2 separate regions of the Sorghum bicolor genome follow, and region 2 is linked to region 1. The links are chromatin contacts, called in public HiCAR-type maps. All regions are on one chromosome and are shown on one strand. The core of a region is the stretch at or near the end of the contact, and the rest is flanking DNA. Distances in the headings are between cores, read along the strand shown.

Region 1 (6,309 bases), core at 2,313-4,812:
CCATGGGTAGCTGGCTGCTGCATGATCTTAAGGGCTTGTTTGGCAGGGCTCCCAGAGCAGCTTCCTGGATAAATCTAGGAGCTCTGCCAAATAGTTTTTACCGAGAAGTTATTCAATGCTGATTCTGTGAATTGATTCTCTGAAATGAGCTATGGGGATAGGAGCTGAAAAAAGTAGTTTTTTTTTTCCTGATTCACTCCACAGTCTCACTAAACTCAATATAAGCATATAGTTTATCATATAAAAACATTCCCAGTCAGAGAATCACTTCTCTCAGAGAATTAGCTTCCACAGAGAATCTGGAGCAGGAGGAGCTCTACCAAACATGCACTAAATCACTCTTTCCCAATCTCCAATCCTAAGGTGCATAAGTTGGGTTTGACTAGTCCAGTTGCATTCATGCGGTTGTAGGTACATCAACTCTTCACATGTGATACCGTTTACATTAAAAACCAAACAAAGATCGCAATCACCCATTCCAGCTCTGATTACAGTGTCATTTGATTCCATTTCCATTTACATGACTTAACATCACCATACACCATCTTAGTGGCCAAAGTTTTAGCAGTTAGATTGCATGGTTTCTAAGCATAATTTATTCACTAACGGAGGACAATTATTCCCCGAAAGAAAAGATTGATGAAGTGTTTATTTATGAGAAGACATAGATCACTCCATTACATAAGATATAGCTTGCTCAGAAACAATGATTTATCCCATGTATCAGAAAAGTGATAAGGAACAATTCATTAAGCGTTTGATTGGTTGCTTGCACTAGTCTTAACATGCATTAGGCTTTACGCGGCACAACCCAATCCAGCACAACCTATGCAATATGTTAGGGTGTGATTGGTTGCTTGCATTAGCCTTCTTAGTCTGCATTACAGCTTATGCAATGCAACCCAAGACAGTGTGTTTGGTTGCTTACATTCTGTTGTAGATAGTTGTCTCTATGCTCGAGTAAAGGTTTCATGTTTTCAATAGAGGTAGGGAAGGCAGCAATATTATTTTTGTATGTCCATTGATTTGTGCTGCATTTCTTAGTACCACCAAATCTGCTGTGCAAGGGCCGCATAATAGTCTTTGGGCAACCAAACACAGGTTGACTGCATTGCACTAGCCTAGATACAGGCTAATCCAAGCAGACTAGGCACATCCGTTTTCTCTTACATATTATCTGAATTGTGTGTTTCTCCTTCCATCACAGGCTAGGCAAACCACTGCTTACTAAATTGAATAGAATCTTGAGTTTTTTTGTATTGTGTGATGCAGGATAAGAACGTTGTGACTGTGTTCAGCGCGCCTAACTACTGCTACCGATGTGGGAACATGGCTGCCATCCTTGAAATTGGTGAGAACATGGATCAGAACTTCCTCCAATTCGACCCAGCTCCGCGGCAAATCGAGCCAGACATGACGCGCAAGACCCCAGACTACTTTTTGTAATAAGCATGTTGGCTTCTTTTAACTTCTCTACCGCAGCGCCTGCGCCTGTAGATCTCCTTAGAAAATGTGTTCCCTCTAGCCGCTTTGTACCCCCCCTCATTCTTTGGTGTGGAGATTTTGTTGCCGCTTCTCAGAACATAGAGGATGTTGAAAGTACATGGCATTGGGTTTTCCTTTTTTTCCCCTCTTGTACCTCCATTTTGTATGATTCAGAGACAAAAGAGAAGAGAAGCTGCAATAGAATTGTCTCGAAATATCTTCTGTTTTGCCCAGAAGAACATAAGATGTGGCTCAAAAAAAGGAAAAAGAAAAAGAGAAGAGACGAGGAAAATATGCAGGAAATGGACCTGATGTTCCGTTGTGTCTGTGCATTGTGATGCTTTGTTGGGTGAGATTTTTCATTGCTGTTTGACTCGGATCTGAAGCAACATGGTCGTTCAGCCTACATCAGCTCACTGTCGAATGTTGCCCAGGCCGTCAAGATGGTTTCACTTTTATGTGTCGACAATTCGACATCGTTGTACACTAGACTTTTGCAATGCTTTCTAATGGGACATCATTGTATGAGGTCAGTCACCACGCCGCGCCAATGCAAACTGATTTATTGTGAGAGAAAAATACCGTTGAATGACCGGCAGATTTAGCTGATAAGGCTAAATAAAAAGGTGGGTCATCCTTTTCAACAGGAAGCCAGGAACTGACCAACGCCGGCGTGGAGTTCAGCAGGCAGCTGGCAAGTGACGGTGGAACTGCGGAAGTCATGGAAGGGGCAGAGAGTGTCATGATAAGCTACAAACCATTCCAGCTTTTGTCACTTTTTTTTTCCTCGGCTAAAGTAAACAAGGTACAAACATTTGAGACTTGAACAATGCCTCATACCCCACCTGCACCATGTTTTCTTGAGCAGAGCCGCTGGTTTCTGATGAAGCTGCGTGGAAAGTTCAGAAACGTCCAACGGAGTCCAGATTAGTCGCTTTTCTGTCTGTCACGAGCTGCTGTTGTCTAGTGGTGGGTACCGGCCCGGGATTAGGCGGACACTGGTCAAGAATAGACTCGACGAACTTATCTAGGGAGACGCGGCGTGTTGACCTGCTGAGAGCATGGCATGTACAACCCACAAATAGGAGTCCGTCTCTAAGCACATCAAATTTATCATAGAGACAGATATAAAGACATGCCATACAACCCAAAGACAGAAATCGTTTTCTAAGCTATTAATGCTTTGTATGTAGCTAGGATTAATTATGAATAATTTTTTGTATATCATTGTGTGGCTATTTGATAGAAACAGATCAAGCATAGATAAGATGAACATAATCTAATTATTTTTTAAAAAATTACCAATACAAATCATATATATATATATATATATATATATATATATATATATATATATATATATATATATATATATATATATATATATATATATATATATATATATATATATATATATATATATATATATATATATATATATATATATATATATATATATATATATATATATATATATATATATATATATATATATATATATATATATATATATATATATATATATATATATATATATATATATATAATTGCATTCTTTTTTGGCCACCTCTGTGGCGCCCGCGATCCGCAGCCCGTGCCTCCACTTCCGCCGGCCGTGACTCTGATATTTGGCCCCCTCTGTGGCGCCCGCGATCCATCGATCAATTTTGGAGCCATCAGATATGCGCGTGCACGAGATCAATCCATCCGTCGTCGACTGCCAGAGGCGACGCGTACAGCAGTGCTGAAGCCGTCGACTGACCTTGGAGCACGAGCGGCCCCCATCGTCTCATGAGGCGACGCAAGCCCCGTCTCCAAGCTTGGTCAGGGTGTTTTTCGCAAAATCTTCATCGTAGAGATGGAGTGAAGAGTCCCGTTGTACATGCCCTAAAGATGTTGATGCAAGTAAAATAAGTACTCATAACAAGTTTAACGACACAACTGATTAGCTTCTTTTTCTTCTTCTCTAATTTTTATATAATAATTGATCTGCTCCATGAAGCACAAGAGGTTACATCATATTAGGTATCCTCCATAAAATACTTGCGCAAAAGTTCGCATGAGTAGCAGCAGCGTATTAGGATCTAGAGCAAGATTTCCAACCCACCATTTCACCGGCACCTCATGCTATTGTTTATATTTAGCCATAAACAAAAGTAAAAAAATAAATAGATAGAATAAAAATTATTGTAAACTCTATTATTTATAGCCAAACCAGTTCAGCCCACTTTAATAGGACCCAAACCAAACTGGACCAACAGCCTTTTCAGCCTGTTTCAATCCAAACCAATACAGCCCAAAAGTAAAACCAAACCAAAAAACCCGGTTTTAACCCAAACCTTTAAGCAAGGGTGGTACATCTTAGATGTAAAGCTAAATTGTAGAGCAGTTCATGTGCAATTTTTTATGATTTTAGAGAACTCATCTACTATAGTTTAACCTTGAACTAATTTTGGGGTGGTTCATGGACCACAAATGTTCACCTAGCTAGCTCTGCCTATAATGGGTAGGCGTGTAACCATAACATATATCACCACGATCCTAAATTTTCTCTTTTTCCAAAGCAACCCATGTGAGGGCACATACCAAACTCCAAACCTAACCTTCGCAGGAGTCCATGGATAATAATGCATTGCAAGATGCACCCTGGATCATATGCACACTTCCCACCATTTTTCAGATAACCCTGATTCTGCGCCTGCTTCTCCTAACCAATATTCATCTGCTTCCACGCAATTGATCATTAACAGCTGCAGCATCTACCATGAACGAGAGCTCAGCCAGTCTTCTCCTCCTCACGTTGATTCATCTGCTTTCGCTTGTCACAGCCTATGATTTCCTGTCAGCGGCTTCTTCTCTCTCTGTAGAGCACAGCTCTGATGTGCTCCACTCGCCAGATAGCACTTTCACCTGCGGCTTCTACAGCATCTCTCCCAATGCCTCCACCTTCTCCATCTGGTTCTCCAGATCATCCAAAAGAACCATCATCTGGAGTGCGAATCCTCTCCACCCTGTGTACACCTGGGGATCCAAAGTTGAGTTAGATGTCGACGGGAGCATGGTTCTAAAAGATTACAATGGCCAGATTGTGTGGACCAACAATGTGAGTGCTTCGGATGCTGGACATGATGTTCGAGCTCGGCTATTGGACACTGGGAACTTCATTGTGACGGGCAAAGATGGTGCCATCCTGTGGCAAAGCTTTGATTCTCCTACTGATACCTTGCTACCCACTCAGATAATTACTGCTCCTACAAAGCTGGTCTCTACTAACAGGTTACTTGTTCCTGGCCACTACAGCTTCCATTTTGACGATCAGTACCTTCTTTCTCTGTTTGATGACGAGAAAAATATTTCTTTTATCTATTGGCCAAATCCAAGTAGGACTATCTGGGAGAAGCTTAGAGTGCCATTCAATAGCAGTACATCTGGGGCTTTTGATACCTGGGGACATTTCCTTGGAAGTGACAATACAACCTTCACAGCTGCTGACTGGGGTCCTGGGATCATGAGGCGGCTAACACTGGATTATGATGGCAACCTCAGATTATACAGTCTGAATATGGCAGACAGATCATGGTCAGTCACATGGATGGCATTTCCTCAGCTCTGCAAAGTACGCGGTCTGTGTGGTGAAAACGGAATATGTGTGTATACGCCTGTGCCAGCTTGTGCGTGTGCCCCTGGTTTTGAAGTCATCGACCCAAGTGAGCGGACCAAAGGCTGCAGACCAAAGACCAATATCAGTTGTGATGTGCAGATGGTGAAATTTGCTAAGCTACCCCACACTGATTTCTTCGGGTATGATATGACTGTCCATCATCCTGTTTCTCTTGATTTTTGTAAGAACAAATGCTTGAATGATTGCAACTGTAAGGGTTTTGCATACTGGGAAGGAACTGGTGATTGCTACCCAAAGTCTGTTCTTCTTGGTGGTGTAACCCTGCATAACCTTGGTAGTACTGGTACCATGTACATCAAGATTCCTAAGGGGTTAGAAGTGTTGGAGGCCTCAATTCCGCAATCACAACCTTTTGGTCCCAAGTATGGTCCTGACTGTAGTACAACAAACAAATACTTCATAGCAGATTTTCTGGATATGCTTAAGAGAGATCAGAGTGAATCAAAGTATCTGTACTTCTATGGATTCTTATCAGCAATATTTCTGGCAGAGCTAATGTTTGTTGTATTGGGATGGTTTATTTTGAGGAGGGAGTGCAGGGAATTGAGAGGAGTATGGCCAGCTGAGCCTGGATATGAAATGATAACTAATCATTTTCGCAGGTACACATACAGAGAGTTGGTGTCGGTGACCAGAAAGTTTAAGGATGAACTTGGAAGGGGTGCATCAGGCATTGTATACAAAGGTGTCTTGAAAGACAACAGGACAGTAGCTGTGAAAAAGTTAGGAGAAATAGACCAAAGTGAAGAAGAATTCCAGCATGAACTGAGTGTTATTAGCAGGATTTACCATATGAATCTAGTCAGAGTTTGGGGATTCTGTTCTGACGGCCCACACAGGATATTGGTTTCTGAATGTTTTGAGAATGGCTCATTGGATAAAATCTTATTTGGTAGCAAGGGTTCCAAAATTATACTTGGATGGAAGCAAAGATTTGATATTGCGGTAGGGGTGGCTAGAGGATTGGCGTATCTTCACCATGAGTGTTCAGAGTGGGTCATCCACTGCGACATGAAGCCTGAAAACATACTGCTGGATGAGAACTTGGTGCCAAAGATTGCAGACTTTGGCCTTGCGAAGCTCCTGAACAGAGGTGGATCTAACATAAATGTTTCAAAGATCCAAGGAACTAGAGGTTATTT
Region 2 (6,309 bases), core at 1,380-3,879, 270 kb after region 1:
AGAGCAACGGGTCTAGAGAAAGAGAAGTCAAGCACTGACGTGGCGGCACAGCTGGACACTGTATATATCGGCTAGTATATTCCTCTCACGCCACCAGCCTTTGGAGATACGATACGTGTACGACGACCACCGCCACCGTAGAGATATGTTTAGATATTAAACAACATCACAATACTCTACCACGCCCTATACTCCTACAGGGAACAGCAGGGTACGTGTACGCACGCATTGTTTAACTTGGTACCATCCCATTCCCGGCCATGACGTGATGACAAGGCAGATGGGGATAGCATAGATATATAGGAGTAAACTTGCATTGCATGAGTGATAGATATTTCTGTTTTTTTTTTCTTTTTTAGTAGATATATAGCTAGTTTTTGACAAATAGAGGATGGATTTTTGGCGCGTGCGCAGTTTGTTTGTGGAGGACGTACCATGAACTCGATGAAGGCGCTGAGGATGTAGATGGTGTAGGTGGTGAAGAAGGCGTCGGAGAGGAAGCCGCCGAGGAGCGCGAGCAGGAACGCGGTGCCCATGAAGTTGGTGACGGTGGTGGCGGACTGCGACGGCGAGTAGTGCATGAACCCCATCAGGTACGTCACCAGGTTGCTCGCGTTCGCCAGGAACGCCAGGTTCTCCAGCACCTCCACCACTGCATGCACACACACACACACGTACAGCAATTCAGTTCAGCGCCAGCCAGCCATCACGCATGACGACTACTACTACAAGCAATCCATTCCTTCTTTGAAACATCATGGGAATAATGATTCAAAGCGATGATAGATGGCTAGTAAGTTCCAGCTGGAACTACTACAAATTATTAGTAGCTAATTATCATCCTGTAAAGGTACACAGCTTTTTCCTTCCCCTAGCTAGTGCAGACAAAACAAAAGCATGCAGTCGCATCAAATTACTAAATTGTTTCCGTACTATATTTTATTTTTAAAAAAATCACGTACTACAGTTAAGTAAGCAGCATGTGCGGTAGTAGTAGAGTACGTAACTGACATAACGCCCCCATGATGTGCGTGTGGCGTTCCCGATGCGTACCGTCCGGCCAGCCAAATTTAAAGTCCGCGAGCCATTTGTGCATTGTGATTCGTGCCGCGTTTTAATGCCCGGCTTTGGGACGACGGACTGCGGTGTGCGCCTCAACGGCTTCAGACCCATCCAAATCTGTGCAACCAACCGCTCTCGTCATCACTCATCAGATGAGATGAGAGGAGGAAAAAAAACAAAAACAAAACAGTCCTGACGATGACTATTGACAACACTCATCGTCACGTACTATACAGACTAGTTTCAGTTTCCCCCTGCGCACATGCAACCGTCCGTCCGTCCGCGGCAACTTGTGTGCAGCGAGAGAGAGAGAGAGGAAAGGAAAGGCTTCCAGTTCCAGATCGACGACGGACAGGCGCAGGCGCACAGCAGAGAGCAGAGCAGAGGATGGTTGAACCATGGACGACGCGACGCACGCCACCGTGCTCTGTTGGAGCAGTGCGTGGTGGTGCTCCATGGATGGAACCAAAAAAAAAAGCAAGCAAGCAAGCAAAAAAAAAAAACGCGAGGAGAGGAGAGGAATCATCCACCAACACCAACTGCACCCACGGGTCCGGTCCGGGTCGGGTCATGCAGATCAGATGCAGTGCATGCACGCAAGTTGTGGGGGGGCTTTGCTTTTCTTCGGTTCGTGGCGCAATTGGACGCCGAATTTCCCGGGGGGCGCAAGTTGCAGGCGATCGAGGAGCGCGAGCAGGAACTGTAGTATGTGAAAGGGAGCGAAAGGAGGGAGAGGAGAGAACAAATGGAGCCCAACGGCAACGGAGGCCGCGGCCGGCCGGCCAGTGGGAGAGGAGGAAAAAGCAGCGAGAAAGAAAGGGTCCTCGAGCACCACCTGTCGGATCGACGAAAGCAGCAGGGAAAGATAGGGGGAGGAGGAGGAGAAGAAGAAAGCAGAGGGAATGGAAGCCGTGGCTTTCAGGCTTGCAGAGGCCCTCGGTTCGGCTCTGCGCTGCGCTGCGCTGCGAGGCTCCGTGCATGGTTGGAGACCACCAGTATCCTATTCGATCCGTCGTCGCAGGCCTCCCCTCCCTCCCGCTCGCCATGGCTTTTTCCCCCCCGCACCCCCCCAACCAGGAGGTCCCATACTTGCTGCCGGGCCCCGGCCGCAATCAACGTACAGAGCTAAAAAAGAAAAAGGAATCTAGAAGCAGAGAGGGAGGCAGGCGATCGATCGATCGGTTACCGAGCACGAAGGAGGCGGCGACCATGCCGCCGTGCCGGCCCCTGGTCGCCGGCCGGTTCCTCCAGTCCACGTACCCCTCCCACCGCTCCGCATCCCGCGCGCCGTCCTCCTGCAATTTCATCACCACGAACAAATCGATGAGCAACGCGACGAGAAATAGTTAGTTAGCCGATCAAGGATCGGACAAACAGCAGCACCGACGGACGACCGATGGAGCTAGCTAGCTAGCAAACAAATGCCCCAGCACCAGCAGCAACGGCGACAAAGGGAAGTCCAAGTGGAGAAACTCACCATGATGGTGGTGCTCGCCCTCTCCGTCCGTGCAGAGGAAGACGAGGGCGGAGGCAGGCAGAGCAGAGCAGGAGAGATCGGTCGCGGTTGAGTTCACTTGTGCCTCAGGGGAGCCGTGGCCTGCTCTATTTAAAAAGCGTGGAGGGGAGAGAGACAGAAGAGGGGAAGGGGAAGGGGAGGGCCCGTCCGCGTCCCGTCCCTGGGGGTGCTGCGCCGCGCAGGGGCGGGCACCACACCACACCGCACACCGGCACCCCGCACCGCACACAGGGCTGCTGAGAAGGACGCAGGCAGCAAGGGCGGCTGCAGCCCTGGACCCCTGGGTCAGGCCGACGCAGGGATGTCAACCTCAAGATGCCCAAAAAACCAGGGAAAGGGATGGGGGGCATGCGTGTATGTTTGAAGTATGCATGGCCTTGTGCTTTTATTCATTTCATTCATGAGTTTCTTTTTTGCCCAAAGTCTGAAAACAAAAGCGAAAATCAACTGGGGTGGGGTGTACGGCATTGTTGTCTCAACCCCCCCACCCCAAATACACACATGTTGTTCTCTTCTTTACAGCCAGCTAGGGAGAATTAACTCTAGCTTCAGCTTCCCCCTCGAGTCTACTCAATTTATCCTAAATTATAAGATATTTGATTTTTTTTAACATCAAATTTAACCATTCGTCTTTATTTAAAGTTTGTGCAAAATATCAATTCTTTTTGCCGTAGTTTAGTTTATTAATAAAAATTCTTCAAGAGTGACTTAAATTTGACAATTTTTGCATATTTTTTTAAAATAAGACGAATGATCAAACTTAAGGTAAAAAAAGTTAAACGTCAATTTAGAATGGAGAGAGTACTATTCATACGCTACTTATGTCGTTGTAACAATAAGAGTTATTTTTTTCCTCCCTTCCTCCAAATTAACTAATAGCTGGTAAATCTATTTTTTAGCTCCATCACTCGTTCTGAAACCTTGTTTGCATCTTTGTCGCAAAAAAAAATGATAAAAAATGGTTTCCATCTATACAGTTAACAGTTAGCTGCTTCTTTCCCTCTCCTTTCCCTTTTTATGACCTTATTTGGCATAACTCAGCTTTACTGAGGTTGTTTTTTTAAAGAAAAAAGCTTCATGAGCAACTTTTTAGGTAAAGCTAAGTTGTTTTAAAACCAACAGCTTCATGCATGAATGAAAGAAAAATTAGGGGGAGTGGTAAGATAAGTTACTTTTTCAGATAAATCTCAACTCATGTCTCTGTGAGAGAAGAAGAAAAATAGCTTCACCCATGAAGCTGTTTTTGAAAAGAGTGTTTGGCAAAAAAAAAAAATCACAACAACTCATGAAACTGTTGTGAGTTATGTCAAACAGACCCTATATCTCCTTTGCTGTGATTAATTTATTCTCTAATAGGGGCTAAAAAAATCGTCATGTTTTCTAAGCAAAGTTAGCTGTTAATAATAGTCAACTCTTTTTTATCCAAAGAATCTAGCTAATAGTCTACCTACTTTTTAGCTAAATATCGAACTAACGCAGTGCTATGATAAAAAATTCAGTCTACTTGACTACTTAACTACTTATATTATAGTAAATTATTTATTTAGTACAGTAAATTATTATAGTTACTTATTAACTATTTATATTAAATTATTTATTAATATAGTAAATTATTATAGTAAATGACTACAGCTTAACCACTTCTATTAACTATTAAGTGAGAATTAAATTAGGTAGTTAGCCTAGTACTGTATCCCTTCCTACCTTATCATTCCTTTGCACCCGAGTGGGAAAAAAAAGAGTGCTTTAATTCAAGGGTGCAAATCTAATTTTCTAAGAAAGTTCCCCAAACCGGAGATTCGCCAGGACAAACAATTTTGAAAGCGGGATAGGCTATGCTTTTCTTTCTTTTTTTTTCTTGCTGAATAAAAAATTGGTTGGATATAGCCTTCTATGATATATGACTATTCCCTGGTTGGACCAAACCAGCTAATAACAAGTAATAGTTAGCTAGCTAATGAATCCAAACATAGTTTAATTTTATTAGATATATACTATTCATGAGCACATCATAAAAAAGTTAGTTTTCTTCACAAGTTACTTCTTTTCTTATCACAGACATAATAAGTCAACTAGGGCATCACATCATAGTTTCCAATATAAATAGTACTCACTGCGTTCTAAATTATAGGTTGTTTTGACAGTTTTGGTTCATCCATTTTGCTACGTATCTAAACATATTATTATATCTAGATACATAGTAAAATGAATATACTAAAAAATTCAAAACGACTTATAATTTGAAACGGATAGAGTAATATCTATGACAATATATACTATCTTAATTATAAAGAGTTAAATATACCAGAACATTATTGTCATGATGCATGTCTAAAACAAGTGATCATTTTTTGTCAGGGCCGTCTCTATAATTTTAAGGGTCCTTGTGCAAGCAAAAGGGTAAAAAGGTAAGGGCCCATCAAATATTTTTTTTGATATGTCAAATGTATAAAATATATAGTACAACTAAAAAGAATTAATTTGCACCATATATTTTAGTTTATAAAAGGTAATTTAGTACAACAAATAAATAAGTAGAATAGAATTAGAAATTTAGAACCCTATCACTAAATACTAATAACAAAATTGGTGAAGTCTCCATCAGCTATGCCCTTGCTCTTCCTACTCCAGTGTCTAGTAGTGACATCGTGTGTGGACGTGTGGTGTTAGCATGTCATGGAGCCACATCGTTGCATTGGACGATTGAGAAATAGGACGAGAAGATGATAAAAAGGAACATGAATCTGCTCAACTAATTGATCAAGCGAGAATATGAAGCAACACCAACAATAGGTGGATGTGGATGACGTGTTGATTAATGGATTTCTTTTTTAGATTAATTGATGGATTTTCTATAGTGTCTGTATAAGTCTCCAAAAAATTAAACAAATTTATATACTAAGTAATATATATATATATAGGCCCCTTAGCGTCGTGGGCCCCTAGCCGTCGCACCGGCTGCCCACCCCCTAGAGACGGCCAATTTTTGTCAGTCTATACGAATTCGAAAATAAAATTTCAAACTGATGGCTAATAAAGTAAAAACGGAAACGGTTTGATAAATGATATTCCTATATAAATTAGCCTATATATATGTGCGATTAGCTAGAGAAAGTGATATGCATATGGTAGTAGGTCGTTGGAACAAACTAGCTAGCTGACATATGCTTGCTTGTGGTCCAGAGAACGACACACATCCAACACAAGCATATCACGGAACGAAGACGCGCATTTTTTGTCGAGATAGGAACCATTTCAGCATCGGGTTTGGGTGTCTGGCCGCCATCTCAAAACGAGGAATACGAATACCTCCCTTAACTGACCATGCAGGGACTCCTGGCTCACAAAGCAACACTTGCCCTTATTGCCCTCTCTGGTGTGCCCTTCTTATTACAGCCAACCACTTCGTTCTCATGAGGTTAATTACTATAAGCAAATGAGCCAAGAACCTTTTGGATGCGTACGTCATCGCTGCTTGGTGGTGGCTAACTTCACGAGCTGCAAGCAACTGGAGCTGGCCACTTGGTCACTCACTCATACCATCTGGCTAGCTTAATTAGCTACCTGCTGACCATTTGCTAGTTTTACTGAAACACTGTGTGTGGCGTGTTTAATTTGTGTGTGGTCATGCATGCTATGTTGCACACTGCAAATGGGTACGTATGGATCGGAGGGGATAAATGCAAAGAGTGGGACTAATGAGGTCATTCTGGAGAGTTCTTCCTTTCTGT

The links. HiCAR-type assays count read pairs that join an accessible place to other places.
Region 2: a contact with region 1 is called in a HiCAR-type map of leaf, with 6 times the contacts expected there. The contact joins the promoter of LOC8065037 here to the promoter of LOC8079310 in region 1. A contact is called at or near these places in 1 of 4 Hi-C or Micro-C datasets (leaf mesophyll) and 1 of 1 datasets of contacts at active chromatin or transcription factors (leaf).

What each region holds. Positions count from the first base shown.
Region 1 is chr10:51,072,544-51,078,852 of Sorghum_bicolor_NCBIv3, forward strand. It overlaps LOC8079310 (putative receptor protein kinase ZmPK1), which reads left to right and starts at 3,563. Exons shown (of 1, transcript XM_002437149.2): 1 at 3,563-6,309. The coding sequence starts at 4,250. LOC8065034 (serine/threonine-protein phosphatase PP2A-1 catalytic subunit) reads left to right here. Exons shown (of 6, transcript XM_002437148.2): 6 at 1,273-1,729. The coding sequence ends at 1,446.
Region 2 is chr10:51,342,620-51,348,928 of Sorghum_bicolor_NCBIv3, forward strand. LOC8065037 (protein NRT1/ PTR FAMILY 4.6) reads right to left here and starts at 2,630. Exons shown (of 5, transcript XM_021450098.1): 1 at 2,540-2,630; 2 at 2,249-2,357; 3 at 1,008-1,179; 4 at 435-652. The coding sequence starts at 2,341.